2 separate regions of the Sus scrofa genome follow, and region 2 is linked to region 1. A link is a contact called in public HiChIP or PLAC-seq data. All regions are on one chromosome and are shown on one strand. The core of a region is the stretch at or near the end of the contact, and the rest is flanking DNA. Distances in the headings are between cores, read along the strand shown. Region 1 overlaps DAB2 (disabled homolog 2). Region 2 overlaps DAB2 (disabled homolog 2).

The links. HiChIP or PLAC-seq counts read pairs in DNA pulled down with a chosen protein or histone mark.
Region 2: an H3K27ac HiChIP or PLAC-seq map of alveolar macrophages shows a contact between it and region 1. The contact joins two enhancer-like sites. A contact is called at or near these places in 1 of 5 promoter capture datasets (liver), 8 of 47 Hi-C or Micro-C datasets (alveolar macrophages, brain, heart right ventricle and 4 more) and 2 of 2 datasets of contacts at active chromatin or transcription factors (alveolar macrophages and skeletal muscle).

Annotation. Positions count from the first base shown.
Region 1 is chr16:24,640,619-24,644,654 of Sscrofa11.1, reverse strand. All of the region lies in intron 2 of DAB2 (disabled homolog 2), which reads left to right. Among named protein-coding and RNA genes, the nearest start is that of C9, 67 kb to the right of the region's middle. Within about 2 kb of position 1,989, at least 17 of the 83 cell types and tissues checked have an H3K27ac peak or open chromatin away from gene starts, as enhancers often do. A contact at or near this core is called in alveolar macrophages, where this site is marked.
Region 2 is chr16:24,753,195-24,757,230 of Sscrofa11.1, reverse strand. All of the region lies in intron 1 of DAB2 (disabled homolog 2), which reads left to right. The region is part of intron 2 of LOC102163534 (a long non-coding RNA gene); the gene reads right to left. Among named protein-coding and RNA genes, the nearest start is that of DAB2, 22 kb to the left of the region's middle. Within about 2 kb of position 1,795, at least 25 of the 83 cell types and tissues checked have an H3K27ac peak or open chromatin away from gene starts, as enhancers often do. A contact at or near this core is called in alveolar macrophages, where this site is marked.

The DNA.
Region 1 (4,036 bases), core at 740-3,239:
TTAATGAAAAAATTTCTGGCCCTAATCAGGCAAAGCACTGGAGTGGGGGAGAGGGAGGTAGAACTCACTCAAACAGAAGGAATGGCTGAGCAAAGAAGGCAGCTGCAAAAATGCTTTCAAGACGTCTGTCTGATAAGGCTCTTGGAATGGCTTTGATGGGATATATAATTGATCTTCCTGCAGTCTTGAGGTTGGCTCCCCACACAGGAGTGTCAACTGGGTGTTGAGGAAGGAGGAACTAGCTGGGAATGGGGGAGCTTAGATACCAAATGGCTTGCCTCCATTCTCTGTGACACCTCCACCTGGCTTCTTCAGCCAGCAGCCAGACCTTGGTTAGGCTGCCCTCCCCTGGGCCCAGTGCTCTGCCCATTCCAGGTTCCGCCTCTCCCTCATGGAAGGGAAATAGGCCTCCATGACACTAGCAGAAAGTTTATTGCCTTGAGAATTCGAGAGTATTTGGGATCGAGCTCTCCTTAATCTTTGGGGAAGGTCTCTTTTGGTTGAAGTGCTAGGTGTGTGGCAGTAAACAATGCTACGTTTAATACACTGTGCCCTGTGCAGTGTGGATAGTCTTGTTGGGAGAGCACAAAGGAGGCCTGGTGGTTTTCCCCAGTGTGTATTTCTGGTACAGGTTATTTCTTCTACATCCCTAATCGGGATCCTCCTAGAGCAGTCTCGTTTTTTTTCCTGTTGGTGATGAATAACTTCACTTCCCCTTCCCTTCCCACTCCCGGCCCTGTCTCTTCTTATCCAAATGGCTGCCTAAGAAATCAGTTCTTCTTAAGCTATACCCTTCTCCATTTTAATGTATGGCCAGAACAGGCAGATGGGAAGGGAACGTCTTCCAACTTTGAGCCTTGACACACTGGTCGTTGCCATTCTGATGATCTTGGACCCATCAGATCTTCTCCTGACGATGTGAGAGAGGGACAGGAGCATGGCACTTATTCAAAGCCTTGCCTCATTTGTTAAGGGCAGAATCCAGAGTCTGCATTTCCACTCAAAACTTTTTATAGTTGTGGATTCAACTAAAAGCCTAAATTCCTGTGCATTAGCTTACTTGTGTTGTCCAAGAGGTTGAATGGATTTCAGCCATCTTGTTTGGGTTGAAGGGAATTGCTTTTAAGATGCTCGTTGGCTTGAGGGGGTCCAGGGATCCCTGGAAGCTACTGACCAGCCAGTTGGGGTGATATTTATGGGCCTCCTCGGCCGCAGTTACCTGAAGATTTAGAAAGCAGGAAGGCAGAAGCTTTGGTCAGCAGGAGGCTTTGCGAAGACACAGGCTGTTAGTGGTACAGCCAGTATGCACTGCTTCATTTCTCCTTCTCCCCTCATATGTCTGTAAGCCTGTCCTTGCTACCACCAATATTTTTTACCAGAATAGCTTTGAAGGTTTCATGTGTTTCCCTTCCTCAGTCTCTCCTGACTTGAGGATTTAATTAATGCTTTTCTTGGAGACAAAAATAAGATGCTGAAAGATTTGAGAAGGGTGCCAAAGACAGAGCTCTCCAGGGTGTTAAGTTGCCCTAATGGCCAGTGGAAGGCTTGAAAGTGGACTGGTTGGGGAGGTTTTGATATTTGACCAAACGCATAAGGTGTTCTACCCTCCAGGCAGAACCAGAATGAGAACTCGACTGGCAGTATGAAACACCTGTGTAACAGGATGTGGTATTTGAAAATTCTTGAGCACTGCTGTGTAATTCTAAAGTCGAAGCTGTGCCACTGAACTGCACAGAGGTAGGCAGGAGTCACATTTAGTTGAAATAGCTGTAGTGTCAGATCTGTCGGCTTAAGGGAAACCTAACTCATGGTAATGTATCCTGCCTGGATTAGTCCTGTGACTCAGAAGGAAAGGAGGCCATCTAGTCCCCTTCTACAGAGGACATGCTAATTTCTGGTGAGGGGAACAAATGACGCTAAGTATGGACATAAGGGGCAAGCACACAGGCTGGCTTCCCCTTCCCACCTAGCACAGCTGAGTGGTGGGAGTGGTGGTTGAGAGTGTGGGTTCTGGAGCCCATTGCCTCAGTTCAAATCCCACAGACAGCACTGGTGCTCATGTGACCATGAGCAGATTGCATCATCTCTCTGTACTTAAGCTTTCTTATCTGGAAAGAATAATAATACCTACCCCCAAGGCTTATTGGGAAGACTGGTAATCTAATGTGCTTAGAATGCTTTATTTTATGTTTTGTTTTCATTTTGCTCCCTGAACCACTGAACCACTGAATTATGTACCTGGGTGAAAACTGACAGTGGAATAGGGAATTTCTTTGTCAAAGTTGGACCCCACCCGCCTACCTGAAAAATGTTAATCACTTAAGCACCTAATATTAACAAAGCCAGGGAGTTTGCTGGGCTTATGCGAAACGGACTGAGAGTTACTCTCTGTTCTCTGCCTGGCGCCTGCAGTTTAGTTTGGTCAAGCTGACCTCCTCTGGTCTCATTTAAGTCTTTCCCACCTCCCTCCCCCGCCCCCAGACTCTCTACAGAAAGGGAGCAATCCTTCCCCCTGAAGTCAGCATCATAGCAGAAGGAAGTGGGAAAGGAGGGACCACCCGGACTAAACTGAGGGCCTCGGCTAGAAATAAAAAGTCTGAGTCAGTAGAGCCCCATACTGTCCTTGCCCTCATAGCTGGGCAGGTTGCCATGGTTACTCCCCTTCCTGACTCTTTCTCCTACCTTGGAAGGAAGCCTGAGACTCCAGGGTAAGCAAAATCTGAACAAATTGCTTCCTGGTCTGAAAATGGAAGTTACTTTTTCATTAAGTGAGGTAGAATCTCCTCTCTACCCAGCTTATCCTTTTCCTCTTCTTCCCAACTTATTCTAATCCAAAATTTTACTCCAAATGTTCAAATTCTTGCTAATTCCTACATTGTTGCAATAGAGAAACAGTAGGGCTTATGAAGCTTCAGGAACATAAAAGCTATTGTCTCAATATAGAAGCAGCCTGGCAATGTTTCTCTGCTGCCATAACTTATAACTTAGCCCCTAAGCTAGCTAGCGGCAAGTGACCTTTAACTACTGTAAAATTTTGAGTGAACTGGGGGGTGGAATGGGGTGGTGCTGAGTGAGTGTCACCTGCAGGGACGTTACCAGGAGGCAGAATGCATGAGCGCTGTCACTTAGATTTTTAGGTAACGATGGAGAAAAAGGAGCAGGTAGATTAGGAAGTAAGAAGACTGGAAAAGCTGGGTTTGAAACGTTCTCCAGCCTGGAAGGGATTGGAGTGAGGGGTTTATGGCTTAATATTTTCTCTGGGTAAAAAGCTATCTTACTTCTCCTTAGCAATATGATGCAGACTTAGATCTTCATGTAACAGATGAACTGCCATAAGTTCTCATTTAACTGTTAAATTCATTCATTCTTTCAAGATGGGACACTTAGGAGTTCCTATTGTGACTCAGCAGTTAATGAACCTATTATCCACGAGGACTTGGGTTCGATTCCTGACCCCGCTCAGTAGGGTAAGGATCTGGTATTGCCGTGATCTATGGTGTAGGTCGAAGATGCGGCTCAGATCCCACGTTGCTGTGGCTGTGGTGTAGGCCTGCAGCTGTAGCTTCAACTTCACCCCTAGCCTGGGAACCTCCATATGCTGCGGGTATGGCCCTAAAAAGACAAAAAAAAAAAAAAAAAAAAAAAAAAAAATGGGACACTTAGTTAGCTAAATGTAGTTCATGACCAGAGAGAACTCAGCTAAGACTGGTTCTGGTTCTTAGAGTGTGGTCCCCAGACCAGCTACATCAGCATCACTTGGGAACTTGTTAGAAATGCAAATTCTCTGTTCCCATCCCAGATCCACTGAACCAAATATGAGTAGTAGGGCCCATCCAGCTGTATTTCAACAAGCCCTTCACATTAATGTTCATAATTCAGTTGTTCAGTGGAAAGCATAACAAAGTAACTGAATTCCTACAGCCATGAAAGTAATAAAGCAAAGCATTTAAACATAACTCAGTTTAACTGAATCTCAGAAAGATGAAAAAGCAGAGACCTTTACATTTTTCCTACTATCTTAAGTATTTCTTTCTCG
Region 2 (4,036 bases), core at 546-3,045, 110 kb before region 1:
TGCATAGCTCTTTTAGGTATATTTTCTTTTCTTCAGAACTTCAATTTAAATATTTCTTGGAGTTCCCGTTGTGGCTCAGTGGTTAACGAATCCAACTAGGAACCATGAGTTTGCAGGTTCGATCCCTGGCCTCGCCCAGTGGGTTAAGGATCTGGCATTGCGGTGAGCTGTGGTGTAGGTTGCAGACGTGGCTCGGATCTGGCATTGCTGTTGCTCTGGTGTAGGCCGGTGGCTACAGCTCTGATTAGACCCCTAGCCTGGGAACCTCCATATGCCATGGGTGCAGCCCTAGAAAATACAAAAAGACAAAAAAAAAAAATTAAATATTTCTTAACTTGGTCAAGAAATCTCCTACTCAACCTTTCAGAACTTTGTGAAGGGCACTAAATGCTTTTCCCAAAAAGTCCTTCTCATGTGTGAGCACCAGTTATACACCCATACCACCTAAAGGATTTTAAAGTGGGTACTCACTGAATTTGGAGTCAACATAGAAAGCTGGTAAAAAGAAAAAACCTTCCCCTTCCAAGATTTTTCTCCTTTTGAACTAAGCTTTAGGAGTTCCCATTGTGGCTCAGCAGAAACGATTATGACTAGCATTCATGAGGATGCAGGTTCTATCCCTGACCTCACTCAGTGCGCTGATGATCTGGCGTTGCTGTGGCTATGTTGTAGGTCACAGATGCAGCTCGGATCCCGCATTGTTGTTGGCTGTGGTGTAGGCCAGCAGCTACAGCTCTGATTTGACCCCTAGCCTGGGAACCTCCATATGCTGAGGGAGTGGCTGTAAAAAAAAGACAAACAAAGTAAAATAAGCTTCATACTTGGGACCCCAAGAATCTGGATGAAGAAAGAAAAAAGATCAAAATCACATTGTTCTAAATACATAGCTATTTGAAAATATGTAGAAAACCATGAAGAAATCCATGGAACTAGGAGCAAACTACAAGTGCATAGGAGGGGATTTGTCATGCACAAATTGTGGATCAGTCTCTATTGTCCCTGATGGCTCCAACCAGGGAATGTGTCTGTCCTCCTGTTGACATAGGGTGGGCCTAGAACAAAGAAAGTTGATGACATAAACATATCCTTTTCCCAGCACTTGAGTGTGTGTGATTTAACCTTTAACTCCTGCTTGTTGATGTAGGTGAGATGTCACATACTTTCAACTGTTTTAAACTGTTGGCAACTGTTTAAAGTGTTTTCATCACCCAGTCCACTAAGATGGAGTCAGGCTCAGTCTAACCCTTCATTGTAATTAAGCCGCCTCCCCCACCTTCTCTCTTTTCTCTTTGCCACTTCCTCCAGACCACAACAGGAAAGCAGCGACAAAGACCAGGGCTCAGCCTGGTAGTCACTGTAAATCTGCAGTTACTTCAAGTGTTGCTTCCTGTTTTTGAAAGAATACATTCCTAGCATGGAATAGAGACTGAGGTCTTGTGACCAACTGTGAACAAATGATTTAAATCATGACACAAAACAATAGGGAGTCCGTATCAAATACTGTAATCCCGTTTTCATCCTCCTTTAATTCTTCAGACTCAGAGATAAAGCCTCTTACTTCCTCTAGATCAAACCTGAGATGAAAAGACAAAACAGTGCCTTCTACCCAGCTCACACTTAAAGGAAATTCGTTCCACCTTTTCCTGAGGTAAAATCCATCTGTCTACTTTATTCAGGGCAGAAATTTTAAATGGACATATATCTGTTTAATGTTTAAGCAAAAAGTGTAAAATTCTTGCTAGTTTTGCCTTTGCAAGACAACGGTCCTTCTACCGTCAGAGGAGGGGGGCGTAAAAATTCTCAGCAGTGTAATTTCATATGTATTTTTTTCTTAATGGTCATTCTTGGTTTCCTTAGAGATAGGAGACAATTCTACTGTAAGAATTGACTCTTACGCCACCAGCAGAATGACAGTGCATAGAGAACACATACCTGGAAAAATGAACTTGGATAGACTAGACACTACCATCAGCATTTTCATCTTTTCAGTCTGAGCTTGCGCTCATTTCTTGGAAAGGAAATCTCTGTTTCATTAAAGAAAGTGGGTTATGCAAAAATAACAGTGGGAGGCAGTGGGGTGGAGGTAGGGTAGAGGAAGGTCACTGCATGACTCAGGGAAGCTTGTTTCTATAATTAATATCTTAAGCCATTTTACTTCATATTTAAAATAGAATTATATGGTCAGAAGGGGAAAAACCAACACACAGCTAAAATAGAGTTTAAAATCATACATATAGGATACTGATACTGTTACATAGCTAAAGTGGGATGTGTCAAAACTATACATGTATATGTACATCTGTATGTACAGACAGACCTACATATAATCACACATAGCTAAAGTAGGGTGTGTCTTTTATGTGTTTATTAAACATAGATTTTGTTGTTAAAATTTTTATTTTTTATTTATTTTTATCAAAGTATAGTTGATTTACAATATTTCAGGTGTTCAGCAAAGTGATTCAGTTATACATATACCCAGATATATCTACTCTTTTTGAGATTCTTTCCCTTATAGGTTATTGCAAAATATGGAGTATAGTTCTCTGTGCTATACAGTAGGTCCTTGTTGGTTATCTCTCTTACATACAGTAGTGTGTGTGTGTTAATCTCAATTTCCTAATTTATCCCTCCCCACCGTCTTTCCCCTTTGGTAACCATAACTTTGTTTTCTATGTCTCGTGAATCTATTTGTTTCTTTAAATAAGTTCATTTGTATCTTTATTAAAATGTAGATTCTTAAATCATCCATGCTAGATAATAAAAGACCATCTCAGCTGAACTGTCTACTGGGAAATGCATTAAAATCTTTCCACAAAAATGTTTAAAAACCATAGCTTGAATTCTTATTTCACCAGTCATTTAAAGCTGTCACATCCATTAATACACCTTGAAAGTGGTGGGAAAAGTCAGGCACTTTTGGAATCATGATACCTGTTTTAGGTACCATCTTTAATCACTCCTTGCATTAAATAATCCAGTCGCCCAGTGGATTAATTTTAAAGAGTTCATGTACAAGTCAGAAATGGCCTTGAGGATTACCACCTAAAAATATATCCCCTGACATAGAATATCCCATCTGTAGAGAACAAAACTTGGGAAATTGATGTTTTATGGTGCATGCTAATTAAACATTAGAAGCTCCAAATTCAGATTTAAGGCATTATCAAATTTCTTTTCTTTTTTTTGCGTAATAAAGTTTTATGGGAACATAGGTATGCAATCATTTACATATTATTAATGTCTACGTTTGTTAATGATTTCTAAATTACAAGTTAGAGAATGTGAAATTTTACATGATTCAGTCCGACACAGCAGTAATTATCCAGGGAACTACATACTTCTTGGCCTTCATATTTTGACTGACAAGTAGACAAGAAAGGGCAGAAACAAAGGGCAGAGGCAGATTAAGCTCTGCATGATATCAGAGCAGCCCATTAAAGTGACATAATTTAGTCCAAAGCTAATATCACTTGACAATTTAATGTTTTAAATAAAATTTGGTCAAGATGTTTTTGATATAAAGACAAAACCTGCAACACCTGAAACTGTATTTTGTTTGTAAAAAGTATTCCATTAACGTGATGTATGTTTTGTGGCATTTATGCACATCAAGGTATTAGGACAAGGCACAGGAGTTCCCATTGTAGCTCCACGGGTTGAGAACCTGACAGTGTCCATGAGGATGCAGGTTCAATCCCTGGTCTTGCTCAGTGGGTTAAGGATCCTGCATTGCCCCAAGCTGTGGCGTAGGTTGCAGCCATGGCTCCGTCTGGCACTGCTATGATTGTGGTGTAAGCCTGAACTGTAGCTTTGATTCAGTCCCTAGCCCAGGAACTTCCATCTGCCACAGGTGGGGCTGTAAGAAGAAAAAAGAGAGAGAGAGAGAGAGAGAGAAAGGAAACCAGAATAACCAGAATCAAGACATTAGTCAAAGTACCGCATTGGAGAGGGACATCACTGAAGAGTTTGGATGTCAGAGAAGCAGCAGATGGAAAGTGACTTACTGGGTCATAGAGAGTTTGAACCTGCTTCT